Regions from separate parts of the Hordeum vulgare genome. Here all the other regions are linked to region 1. The links are chromatin contacts, called in public Hi-C maps. All regions are on one chromosome and are shown on one strand. Each heading gives the region's core, a stretch centred on a gene start, on an enhancer-like site or on the middle of the called end of the contact. The rest is flanking DNA. Distances are from core to core; before and after follow the strand shown. Region 1 has its middle 5.1 kb from the start of LOC123412271. Region 2 has its middle 240 kb from the start of LOC123412271. Region 3 holds the start of LOC123440700 (phospholipase D zeta 1).

Evidence for each region. A called contact is a pair of places that touch in the nucleus more often than the background predicts.
Region 2: a Hi-C map of leaf shows a contact between it and region 1, with 8 times the contacts expected there. The contact joins two enhancer-like sites. A contact is called at or near these places in 3 of 6 Hi-C or Micro-C datasets (leaf and seedling) and 1 of 1 datasets of contacts at active chromatin or transcription factors (embryo).
Region 3: a Hi-C map of seedling shows a contact between it and region 1, with 4 times the contacts expected there. The contact joins the promoter of LOC123440700 here to the enhancer-like site in region 1. A contact is called at or near these places in 3 of 6 Hi-C or Micro-C datasets (leaf and seedling) and 1 of 1 datasets of contacts at active chromatin or transcription factors (embryo).

What each region holds. Positions count from the first base shown.
Region 1 is chr1H:405,372,877-405,377,145 of MorexV3_pseudomolecules_assembly, reverse strand. No RefSeq gene overlaps it. Among protein-coding and RNA genes, the nearest start is that of LOC123412271, 5.1 kb to the right of the region's middle. Within about 2 kb of position 1,850, at least 3 of the 3 cell types and tissues checked have open chromatin away from gene starts, as enhancers often do. A contact at or near this core is called in leaf and seedling, where this site is marked.
Region 2 is chr1H:405,128,857-405,133,125 of MorexV3_pseudomolecules_assembly, reverse strand. No RefSeq gene overlaps it. Among protein-coding and RNA genes, the nearest start is that of LOC123412271, 240 kb to the left of the region's middle. Within about 2 kb of position 2,550, at least 1 of the 3 cell types and tissues checked has open chromatin away from gene starts, as enhancers often do. A contact at or near this core is called in leaf, where this site is marked.
Region 3 is chr1H:405,538,528-405,542,796 of MorexV3_pseudomolecules_assembly, reverse strand. It overlaps LOC123440700 (phospholipase D zeta 1), which reads right to left and starts at 1,838. Exons shown (of 20, transcript XM_045117257.1): 1 at 1,165-1,838. The coding sequence starts at 1,449.

The DNA.
Region 1 (4,269 bases), core at 601-3,100:
CAGGGATTGAGGAGAGGGGTGAACTGTTCTAGATCTCGGAGCGTGATCCCCTCCTCTCTCTGTTTTGTCCCTTTTATACACTGTCTAGAAGATTCCCCATCGAGTAATCCACCGGCGAAGAGGGGATCCACAAGATCCCTAGGACAGCATGCATGTAGCACGACAACGACATTTTAGGCGTAGGAATCGAGTTGCCTCACCACTTCCTCCACCTCCCACGTCGTCGCCGTTTCCGCTCCCACTAGCGCGCTCCCTTAATTCAGAAAACGCGGAAATTCCGCCGCACTCACGACCCGAATGGATACCGCATCCATGGTTCAGAATGAAGTGAGCCGAACATCTATTGGATCGTCCTTCTACGGGACTCTAGTCACTCGGATAGAGGAGAGGGTGACCTGATGGCCCTTACCGTCATGCGAGTGGGATCCGTCCTAACTCCCTGCTGGACATTCGGAGCTCCTGGTTCACAATTTCTACCGACTGCAAGCATGCAGACATGGTCAAACGGTCAGATTTTTTCACTCCTGAATCCGTAGTGGTTTACTGAGAGTCCGGGTGAAGTAGCCCTGAGCTACAACACCGGCGTCCCCGAGACACCGAGGACACTGAGAAGTGCCTATCGCTCGGCCAGTAAAAACCTCAGCCGATTTGAGGGCTACTGACAGGGTTATACATTAGGGGCAGGGACACTCACCTGCATTCCTAGGCCCACCTAAGGCCTCGCAGGATCATCAATGTCCTCAAAGATATCGGAGCAGTCTCGGTCTTACTTGGGCAAATAGGTTCTCACTCTGATGCTCAAAGTCACTCGAACCACCTTCGGTTAGTCGAACGCGCCCCGACACTCGGACCAAAGCAATGTGTGGACGACAAAGAGATTGCAACGACAACAGACTTAAACTACCACATGAAGTGCAGTGAACACCGACATTACCGGTAACGTCAGAGTTAGAGTTGCTGTTATTAGTAACTTTCGTAGTTATTAGCATTAATTCATCCTTGTAATGGCACTCGGCCGGTCATGATACTTTATATAAACCGCATCCGAGCTCCTGAACAAGGGTTAAGCATTCTGTATTCTCACCCCCCACCCCCTTTTCCAAATATGATCACCGCCATGGCGTGCTGAGTTTGGAAATTGGCGAAGCACCTCACCATCTCATCATTGTTCATCGCCGCCCTCACCAATGTTGTACAGTACAAAAAATATATATTTGAAAAAGAAAGAAAGAGCGGAAGCGGGGAGGCATTTTTGTTGCTGGTTTCGTGACTTTGCGTGTTGCTCTCACCGTACTCTTTCAGCCGCGACTGGTGCCGTCTAGCTTCGCTGGGCGGTCATTATGCGACGGCGGCGTGCCATCCTTGCTTGCTTGGATTAGCGTCAAGCATCAATCCCAAACTTTGAGAGCAACCGGTGACCGCTAACGAACAGCTAGCAAGTAGAAACATCTGACCGGCGGCTCCAGCAAAAAATTTCGCTGATGCTTCGATATTCGGTAAACATCATGTTCGTCGGCACATGGTGAATGCCGGTGGGAGCCAATCATGCCCGCCACGCATCACATCGCCCCACCCCAAGGTGCTCAAAATCAACCAAATATTCCGCAGCTCGTGACCAACGCCGTACAGTACGCGCGGCCAACTAATTAATCCCCGGCTCCGTCCAGATCACTCTGCCGTACCTTATCGTACAACCACATGCATTATGCTCCAAGATGCCCCCTCTCCTCGTTTTGGCATCTCTTCATCAACAACCATCTTTCTCCCCACAGAATACTATCGTGAAGATAATACCATGAGTCACACGTCATGGGTCTCCGTACACCCACGTCCACCTCAGCCCAGCGGCAGCGGCAGCGGCGGTCAAGTTTGGCGGTGCACCGGTGCGCGCATGTGCATGGCCGTTGCTTTCGACGGTGCCCCTTCCCGCGGAGCGCATGGAACCGCTTGTCTTGTCGTCGTGCCTTTGGAAAATGGGAGGCGACGACGGGAGCCCCGCCTGATCACGTCGCCGTCGGGCGTACGAAACGGTACGATCTGAGGACGGTACAACTGACCACGGACGACGACAACGTGATCGATCGGCTGGAAAGAGAGAGATTTTTTTAGTTGGACGTCGCCGTTGCCTGGAGTAGAACTACTCTTGGAACGGAAGCGTGCTGGATTTGTCAAGAATGTTTAGGGCGCTTCTCGGTACGTTGGGTAGCCAGGTAGGTGTTGTAGCTGTGAGGCCCGAGGCTTATCTAATCTGTCGTGTGACTGTGAGCTGGAAGATAGGCATGCATGCAAGCATGCATGGGATGGGGCGGCAAGAAACTGACGAAACGTGCGCGACCTGATCAGAGAGATGTGTGTTTGGTGATGTACTGCTCCATACTGTTGCTAGTGAGTGGCCATGCTGTTGCATCTACAGCAGTACTGTAGTGACTAGTGGACCGCATCCACGACTCAAGGAGCTGGCAGCTAGCTCCAAGAACCGAATCTACAATGGGTGCGTCCAGTTGGTACCACGTACTTACTGTACATGTGTGGAAAGGTCAGTGGTTTCGTTGCTTTGGTAATGGTAGACAACACATGACTACTGCTGCACGAAAGGGAGGATCTGATGTTCCACGGGAAAGCTACTTTGATTCACAGGATATTTACGGGATTTCCACAACAATTGTGATCCTATGGAATATTTTTTGGAAGCCTTGATTTGTAGGAATCGTTCCTATGGAAATTTTCATAGTATATCTCGTAGAAAATTTCACAAAATAAAGTCTGAGATCTTGGAAAAAATCATATGCTTCCACCAAACACGCATTTGTCTTAATTCCTTTGTTTTACAATTCCATAGAATTCAAACGTGCATGTAAGTCATAAGTAGCAATCCTCTATTTTTCCTATCCTGTGCATCACAGGAGCAACATCTACACTCGGACTAGGCAAATCCGTCCCACTATACGTCCGCTGACGAGCCCTGGCATGATCGCAAAAGCATTCAGACAGCTTCTCATATTTTGTTCCGTGCATTCACATACCTTATATCCGGACTCTTAAATCCATACAAAGTCATGCATGCACGTCGACCATCCGATACAAATTTTTCGAATTCAACAGTTTTAAACAAAAGCAAATGATATCATAGTTCAACCAAACAAACATGCCAAAATGAAAGCAATGTCTGACCGACAAGTGTTGATTGTCGGATCACTGGCCGGACGAGTTCATCCATGCGTCCTGCTCCTTCTGGACATCCATCTCCGCCTGCATCCGGGCTACCTCCTCCTCCTTCATCCTGGCTGCCTGCTCCACTGTCGCAGTCGTAGCCATCCTGGCCGCCTCCAACGCTCTATGGTCGTTGATCTCCTTCTTCTTATCCACAAGCCATTTTTGGCATGTTCATCCAACGTAGATTCATCCGCAAGAATGATTTTTTGCATCCTCCGCATCGCGTGAGAGTTGGAACCTCTCCTTCTCGAGCTCAATCTCTCCAAATGTCTTGGCCTTCTGGAGTTCACATTTGATCGCCGCCTCTTGCTTCTCCAACTCGATCTTCTCCCTCTCAATTTGAAATCGCCTCTTTGCCCTCGTCCGATCCCACTCCATCCTCTCCCTTTACGCATCCAACTTAAGCTTATACCTCTCCTCATTCTTGTTCTCCCTTGACGAAAAAATGCCCGTCCATGTGGACGACATTTTTGTAGACACGACGTCACGGGAGATCCTTGCCTTCTTCCACTTATTTCCCGTGACTAGCCGGTTATCCTTTGGCACGATAGCTTTTTCATTGGTGACAACAACATCGTCGTCATCATCGTCCAAGCCAGTAGATTAGTGGGAGCTTGATCAATCATTTCTCTTCTTGCCTGCCTTGAGGTCGGCCACAACTTGTTGCCACTTTGGCTTGCCATCCAATAAGAGCCAACAACGGCTAAAACCAAATGGCCTCTTCTCGGTCACGTGATACAAAGTGTCCACCATCGCCGCCTAGCATAATACATACGTATGATCACAAGAATGAAAAATACACCAACATATTGAAATGATAATAAGATGAGGCAATCGAGCTTACATGAGTTGTCACTCCCATCCCACTTTAAGACCGTTTGGTCACTTGTAAGTAGTAACAAACTTACTTGTTCACTTATCCTTGAATGACCCCCATCGATGTTGAAGAGACGCTACATTGCGGGTGCTCACGGTAGGATGCGGATCCACATACTCCTTTCGTTCATGATAGTCCTTCCAAATCTTCTCTCAATACATGGCCCCTTTTGCTCGGTG
Region 2 (4,269 bases), core at 1,301-3,800, 240 kb after region 1:
TTTGGAAAAGAATAATCGCTCATGCGGCCGAAAGGAGGCTGAAGGGCTGTCCTGCCCGAGCTAGCGTTCTCGAGGCGTTGGCTGCCGGCGGGCATGATGCAAAACCACGACGGCCGGTTGGTTGGCTGGTGCCTGCTGGAGCATGCAAATTGGAGTGTTGCGACTGAGCACAGCAGGTTAACAGCCTCTTCACCTCTTGGTCCCTCGCAAAAGGCACGGGGCCAAGGTACGATGAAGTACGTTTTCGATTTTCTTTTGTTTCCATGCATGCTCCTGCTTTGGCGCCGCGCGATAAAGAGATCGCACCTGCATTTCTCAGCTCCACCAGGATGATACTAACAATATATCTCGAAAGCGACAAGGCTGATATATATCTTCAAAAATGTAATAGAAGCCGCAAGGCTTGATCCACATGATGCCATTGTGTAAGCGACGAGCTAGGCCTCGATTGGATTGTTGGATTTCTTAACCGATTGTAAACGTATACACTTGTATTTTATAGGGCTCAAGAAAAACCAGGGAGTAATGGCCGCTTCGCAGCTAGGCATAAAGCAACCTAGATGATAACATCCACCCGTATGACACGAGATAACATGATTTTTACGTCTTCTTAATCATCCATCTTGCCAAATCAAAAATACAACATCAACGTAATCTTTTTGGTTTTGATTCAGAAATGTTTTATCTCTTAAATAAAAAATCTAATTAAAAGTTAATTTTCACCATTAAATCCGTCTCGACAAGATCTTCAAAACTAGATCTCATATTGATATGTTTTGACGACTTTTTTAGGGTCAAAAGTTATCACGATGTTTACACTGAACTTGTCATGGTGTTTACAATAAAGTTGCCATGACATGTTTTATCCAGTTCTTTTTCTTCTAGATTTAGAGTTACCATTGTATTTCAAATGCTTTTCACGGCAATTTTTATTAATTGGTCATGGAAAAATTTAGTAATTAACCACGGTAAATTTAATTCAAGGATCATGATAAACTTTAGTAATTCATCATTGCAAATTTAGTTTATAGATCATGGCAATTTTAGTATTTTGATCATTGCTATTCTAGTATTTTAAACTTGAAAAATATTTTCTTTATGAACCATTGCAAATTTTGGTGCATGTATCATGGCAAATTTAAGTAATTAATCATGAAAAATTTATTTTATGGTTCATGGCAAATTTAAGCCATTCACCATGCATTTTTAAAGTAATTGGCGGCATATTTCTTTTTTATTTATGAACCATGTCAAAATTATTTTATGGATCATGATAAATTTTACTAATTCGTCATGTCAAGTTTAGTTTCTTAATTTCTTTACATAATATGTCAAAATTTACTTTAAACATAAAAAAAGTAGTTGAAATATACCATGACAACTTTAATTTAATTATGATGGTAATTTATGTGCAATAGAGATGTCAAATTTTAATCAAAAATAGTGATCAAAACATGTCGATATGATATCTAGATTCGAAGATCTGGTCGCAACGGATTTAATGTTGTTTATGTATAACACATAAGAGCATCTATAGCCGGACCCCTTAAACCCACCTCAAACGTCCGGGCAGCCCACCCGGTCACTGACCGGTCATAAAACATCTATCCACCCGGACCCCTCATACCCATCTCAAACGTCCAGACTGACCGACATCCGTCATATCCATCTCAAATATGGGAACGATATAAGGGATTTTGAACGCGTCCGGGCACGGTCGGTCATTCCGCCACATAAGACACCACCCCACCCAGACCACCTTTTATTTTTTTATTCATTTTTTCTTTCTTTCTTTTCTTCTTCATCAATCACATGCAAATGATTGGACATATAATGAAAAAGTAGGACTTAAATCAAAAACAGCCGTCACTGAACGGATGCATCCGCAGACGTTTAAGTGACCGGATTTACAAGTTTCACGGGTAGATGCTCTAACAGACCTTAAGTAGGTCGTAAGGTCTAGCTAGCATTGCGTGCATTTTTGTGTGTAGCACGTTCCCTATATCTCCACTTTCACTTTGGCCTCCGCCCCCGTCGTGGATTATCTCCATCATCTTCCCGTCCGTATTGTCATACGCCGTGTCGCCCGATTTAGACATACCGATGAATAGAAAAGCGTGCACTAATCCATGTTTGCCGTCGTCGACAAGACAAAGCTGCGGCACTGAAATGGAGCAGGGTTGGCGTCGACGCAGCAGTACGGCATGCGCCTTGCGGCGGAGGCTACCGTCCGAGCTGCTTGGCGACGTTCAACCAATTATGCCAAGCAGGAGCTAGCATCACATTACCCCACCCAAGGTGTCCAAGATCAATCAAAATTCCGCAGCTCGTGACCAACACAACACACATACAGTACGCGCGGCCAACTAATTAATCCCCAACTCCGTCTAGATCATCCTACTGTACGTTGTCGTACAACGTCATAGACATACATGCATTAAAGGCAAGATGCCCCCTCGTCGTATTGGCATCCCTTCTTCAGTAACCATCTTTCTCCTCTCCGTACACCCACGTTCACCTCAGCCCAGCAGGCAGAAGGAACGGTGGTCAAGTTGGCGGTGCACCGGTGCGCGTGTTGTTATATCGATGGCCGTTGCTTTCGATGGTGGTGTGCCCCTTCCCGCGGAGCACATGGATCTTGTCGTCGTGCCTTTGAAAAATGGGAGGCGACGACGGGACCCGTGTGATCACGTCGCCGTCTGCGTACGAAACGGTACGATCTAAGGACGGTACAACTGACCACGGACGACGACAACGTAGTCGATTGACAGGAAACAGATATCTTCTATCAACCTATCTATCTATCTATTACTTCCTCCGTTCCTAAATATAAGTCTTTTTAGATATTTCACTAGGAAACTAGATACAGAGGAAAATAAGTGAATCTGCATTCTAAAGTATGTCTATATACATCCGTACGTAGTCTCCTAGTGAAATTTTTAAAAAGACTTATATTTAAGAACGGAGGGAGTATATATTAAAAGCAAAATACGAGAAAAGGTAGAAATATTAGCTAAAAAATCCCACGTTAATCAGAAAATAGTCTATGTAATATAAAGGCATTTTTTTCTTGCCTATGAGATACGCGTTGTGTGGGGGCTAAGCATTCCAGCACACCATACCTATGGTTATAGATTCGCACAAACCGACCGGATGCGTATCCATCAACCGTACGCGGAGATCTATCTAGCTTTGAAGACGTTTAGCCGTTTAGGCCAGATGTGTATCCATCAGCCGCACAGAGGAAGCTAGCTAGTTTTGTACTCCCTCCGTCCCAAAATAAATGTCTCAACTTTATACTAGCTCTAGTACAAATTTGTATTAAGCTTGAGACAGTTATTTTGGGACGGAGGGAGTACATGATTGTAGGAGAAGATCGAGCAGCTCAAAACGCAATCAAGCTATCTTGCCAGAAATTAATCAGTGGGTCGCATCAGTGGATCACGGCCACACCAATTTTCAATACTCCACCCTGGTCGCTGTAAGTTTGTAATTTGTAACGGGCTGTGTAAGTGCATACTCCTACCATGAATCCATGATACTCCTTGCCTTGCCTATAGCCTGTACGTGATGGATTTTGCCAGCAACCTAAATTTACATGCGTTCTTCAATACGAGTCAATTGATTACCACGGCTATCATGCTTCCTTTTATTGTTGTGTTCCACTATGGACCTTGATTTGCATGTGTGCAGTCGTTTACTATTTTGTAGAATTGAATTGTGAATTAAATTCCGATGATATTTTTTTGGCCACTATAGATTTCAAAGGGATCCTAAAACTCACCATTAAATTCCGATGATATTTATGCAGGATCGACTTTGGTTTCTGTACGTGAAGCAAGATGATGGAGGCAGCATAAATTGAGTTATGAAAATAGAAATATAGTTGAATTCAATTTAATTAAACAATATTATTTTACTCTCTTGACCAACTGAAGTGCAAATGGTTAAAAAATAATCATAATAGAATTTAGGTGTAGTAATGGTCCACATAGTATGTAGTTCTTCCTTATCGGGGATAGAAAATATGTAGTTAAAGTAGGTTGGACCTGAGTTTTAGGAGGTGCAAATCTATAGCTCCATAAATGGTGCCTAAATTCAACATGATCGAATTAAGTGTCACTGTTATGGAGCTGTAGTTATTTAGAAGAAACATGGATCTATCATTACGCTTCAACAACATCTTGGCTATGAAGAGGTCGGATCTGTTCATTGTGTTTGTATCATCTTGATGCTTTATTTTCAGTCAATAAAATATGGCCTTTAGAA
Region 3 (4,269 bases), core at 589-3,088, 170 kb before region 1:
CAGACAAGTCAGCAATCAACACTATGGTTATTTTGTAATGTAAGAGGTCAAAATGATTGAAAATATATTAATCTAGGATGCATTCTTGTGATATGCAAACTGATGCAAGTACCGGTTATTAGCCATGCATGTCCTGCAATTTATTTCTTATCTTCTAAAGAATCAAGTTCTAGGTCTAAAATTGGTCTATCCTAGTCAAAAAGCCGTGTAAGCACTAAATAATCATTCAAGAACCCCAGAAGGACAAGAATGGTCATTTTTGTCCAAGAACTTAAGACGAGACATGGAACGTTAGAAGTTATTGGGTAAACAAAACAGTTTGCCCATAAGAAGTTGGCACATTTTACATTACGAATCCTTTGTACTCAATAAGGACAACGATAGCTATCCATGATAGTTTATCTGAAAGCCCAATTCATGAAATAAATGCATTCCTAAGTTTTTGTAACCAAATGAAAACTCAGCACTTTCAGCAAATATTAAGGAAGAAAATCCCCAAAGTTCAAATTAGTAGTTTATGAGACAGTAGCGGCACAATGTTGCACTTGGACCTGCGAGTGTAGCTCTTTACTATCCAAATTTCATATACACGTTCAAGGACATTCTGAACATAAACCCATCATTGCTAATTAGCCTGGGCCGTCAATTCAGAAGAACTGAAACTGCACTTATCCGAATCGAATTTGAGCCAACAAATAACCTGACACATTTCATACTTGGAGTCCTCGCCTTCTAACACCAAACTATGAAGGTCGAGCACCCAACAACGCAATAGTCACACCCCACTAGCAATGCCATCAGTGGGAGAAAATTGAATCTCAATTCAAATGCCCGCGTTCATGTCCTGCTATTAGTATACTGGATTATTGGCCACTCAAATCAACTGATGGTGTGAAAACCTAGAACCAAACGAAGCAATTGAGGCAACAACCAGAAGCGTGGCTACAACAAGAGTAAGTGCCGTCCAATTAAACTGGGACGCCTAACTTGATCATAGATTTTGTCCACGCAAAATTTCGGACTAATCAGCAGCATCTCATGACGCCGAATTCGCACGACCTCCCAGGAACCCGAGCAGAGTCGGGCATCCCCGATGAGAAGTACGATATGTTCGGAATCGTGAACAGGAGAAGAGTAAGGGTGGGCAGAGGAGGATCCGCGGACCTGCTTGTAGTTGATCTCGATGGTGTAGGAGAGCAGCATGGGGGTGATGTCGCCGGCGTCGGGGCGCGAGACGGAGAAGATGGTGGCGCGGGGGAGCTCCTCGAACACCCGCGCGGCCTCGGAGAGCCGGAACGACGCCGACGCCGCGAGGACCTCGGGCCGCCGCGCCGGCGCCGACGGCGACGAGGAGGAGGACGCCGACGCGTCCCCCTCGGCGGCGGGCTCCGGCTGCATCCGCTCGTACCGGTGGCCGTGGCGCTCCGCCGGCAGGCGCTCCATGTTCATGGAAGCTTCGCGAAGGGGGGGGGGGGGGGGGGGGGGGGCAGGCCGGACGGGGGCTCGTCCGATCTGGCTGGCTGGACGGCGAATTTCCCCCGAGTTGTATACGGATTTGGTTTGGTTTCCTTGGGGGTGCGGGAATGGGCCGGCAGGAAAGGGGGCCGGAACGCGAGAAGGACGTCAGAATCCCACGGCTTGGACTTTCGAACTGGATGGGGGAAACTACGAATTCCGGGAACGCAACCGGGAGAACGGGGAGATTCTTCTCGGATCAAATCATCAAAAGAAACAGCGGAGGAACATGGAGGAATTCGGGTTTGGGGGACGGAGAATCACGGAGCGTCGTGTGTGGGGCCGGCTTGGGCTGGTGCACGCGTCGGCCTTCCACGGACGCCGGGAGAAGCAACCACCTTTCCAAACTTCGGTGGAGTCGGGACCGGTGGAAACGGACAGCAGGTCGGCAAAAAACGTACGTGCTTTATTGCCACGGGCCCATTTGATGATTTGAATATAGACATGCACAAACATGATGGAGTGGTACATTTAAAGAATAGTGAAAGAGCAAACCAACTTAGATGATTAGAGATATAGTTTAAGTCTTGTTGATGGCATTATTTTTGAATTTATTTTAGTATTTTTGATGATGCGTTTTAGTGGGAGGAGACGTTTCCGTCGACGACGAGGCACGTAAATTTCAAGATGATATGTCGGCTCAGTCTCTTGAAGATGCTTATAAGGATAAGGTATGTGTGCGTGCGTTCATAGAGGCATGAGCGCTTGCGTCTGTTTTAAAAATAAATAAAAGCATGCACTCCCTCATTCCGTCTCATAATATAAGAGCATTTTCTAGATTAGCATAGTATCAAAAAAGCTCTTGTATTATGGGACTCAGGGAGTAGCTGTTAAGGATGGATGGTTGTTTTGGAATGTAATAAGAGCATATACGTCTTAAAAGTAATTAAATCTTTATATTTTTTGTATTTTAAGTTTTTGGTAAAAAAAAAGCATCCAGAACAAATACACTAATAATGAACCAACCCGTAAATATTAAAGGGTGCCGAAAATTCACATCCGAGACCCTTATATTTGAAGGCTCAAAGGCTGAGGGTGCCCCACACTATTGGAATCCAGTAAATTGTCGTCCGTCATGCATTTGTCGTCTGCTGACACATGACAAAGAACCTCTTTACCGTCAGCTGGCAAACACCGGACAACAAAGAGCAGACTGATGGCAAAGACAATGTTTGCCATCAGTTTGCTCTTTGTCGTCTGCCAAAAAGACGACAAAGACATTGTTTGCCATATGTGAGCTCTTTGCCGAGGCAACAGGCAGACGACATAGGGCATGGGATGGCCCCCTGGTCCGCTGGCCAACCAGCCCTAACGGATGCCCCTCTTTGTCGTCTGCCTTGTACCTCTTTGTCGTCGGGGGACAGGCGGCAAAGAGGGTGACGCCCTAACGGCCATCACCCCCACCCCCACACCCCCTCTCTCCCCCATAACGGTTGGATCTCTCTCTCTCTCTCACCCCCGAAACCCACCCCCGCCGCCGGAGCTCGCCCTCCCCTCCTCTCCCGCGACCTGCTGCCGGAGCTCGCCCTCCCCTCCACCATCGCCCTCCTCCTCCACCACCGCCCCTTCCTCCACCACCGCCCTCCTCCTCCACGGGCCCTCCTCCTCCGTGTGACCCCTCCTCCATCATTGCCTCCTCCTCCACCACCGCCTCCTCCTCCCTACGACCCCCTCCTCCTCCACCACTGCATCCTCCTCTGTGTGACCCCCTCCTCCAGCACCGCCTCCTCCTCCCTGCAACCCCCTCCTCCACCGCCATCTCGTAGCTGCGCCTGGACCCGAGCTCACCCCCGTCTGCCAAGGAGAAGACCAGCAGCAGCGGCCCAGGATCCTCTCAGGTGAGACTCCCTCTCTCTCTCTCTCTCTCTCGAATTTTAACAAATTGACTTGCAACAATATGATAAATTGGTAAATTGATAAATTGATAGTTTAGGCCCATTTAAACTACTATGGCATGGTTAGTTTAGGTTTGGTTTTAGTTTTAGGTTAGTTTAGGTTTAGGTTTAGCTTAGTTTAGGTTCACGTTTAGTTTTCGTTTTCGTTTTAGGTTAGTTTAGGTTTAGGTATAGTTTTAGTTTTAGTTTTAGTTTTAGGTTGGTTTAGTTTTAGTTTTAGTTTTTGATTTTTTTAGGTTAGTTTAGTTTTACTATTAGGTTAGAAAAAAAAACCGACACGACGCCCCGACACCCTGACACGACGCCCCAACCCGACACCCCGACACGATGCCCCGACACGACAACCGGACAAGACGCCCCGACATGACACCCCGACACCCCGATACGATGCCCCGACACCCCGACACGACGCCCCGACACCCCGACACGATGCCCAGACACGACACCCCTGACACCTAGACATGACGCCACTAACCCCCGACCCCCGACCCCCGACGTCACTAACCCCTGACCCCCGACGCCACTGACCCTCGACCCCCGACGCCACTAATCCTCGACCCTTGACACCACCGACACCCGACACCACCGACCCTCGATGGCACTGACTCCCGACGCCACTCACCCCCGATCCCCGACACCTCTTCTACCTCCTGTTGAACTAGAGGGTGATTTTCGGCCTTCCAGAGGCCGACGGGGTCATAGTTTTGTAAATTATGAGTTAGGTCACATATTTTTCAATTATGTTATAAAAATATCATATTTGTGTTGATCGGGTGAATTTCAATGTGCAGTTGTTCGACGACCTCCCCGTGCGTTGGACGAGCTCCGCCCATGCGTTTGTGGGTGAGCACAAATGACT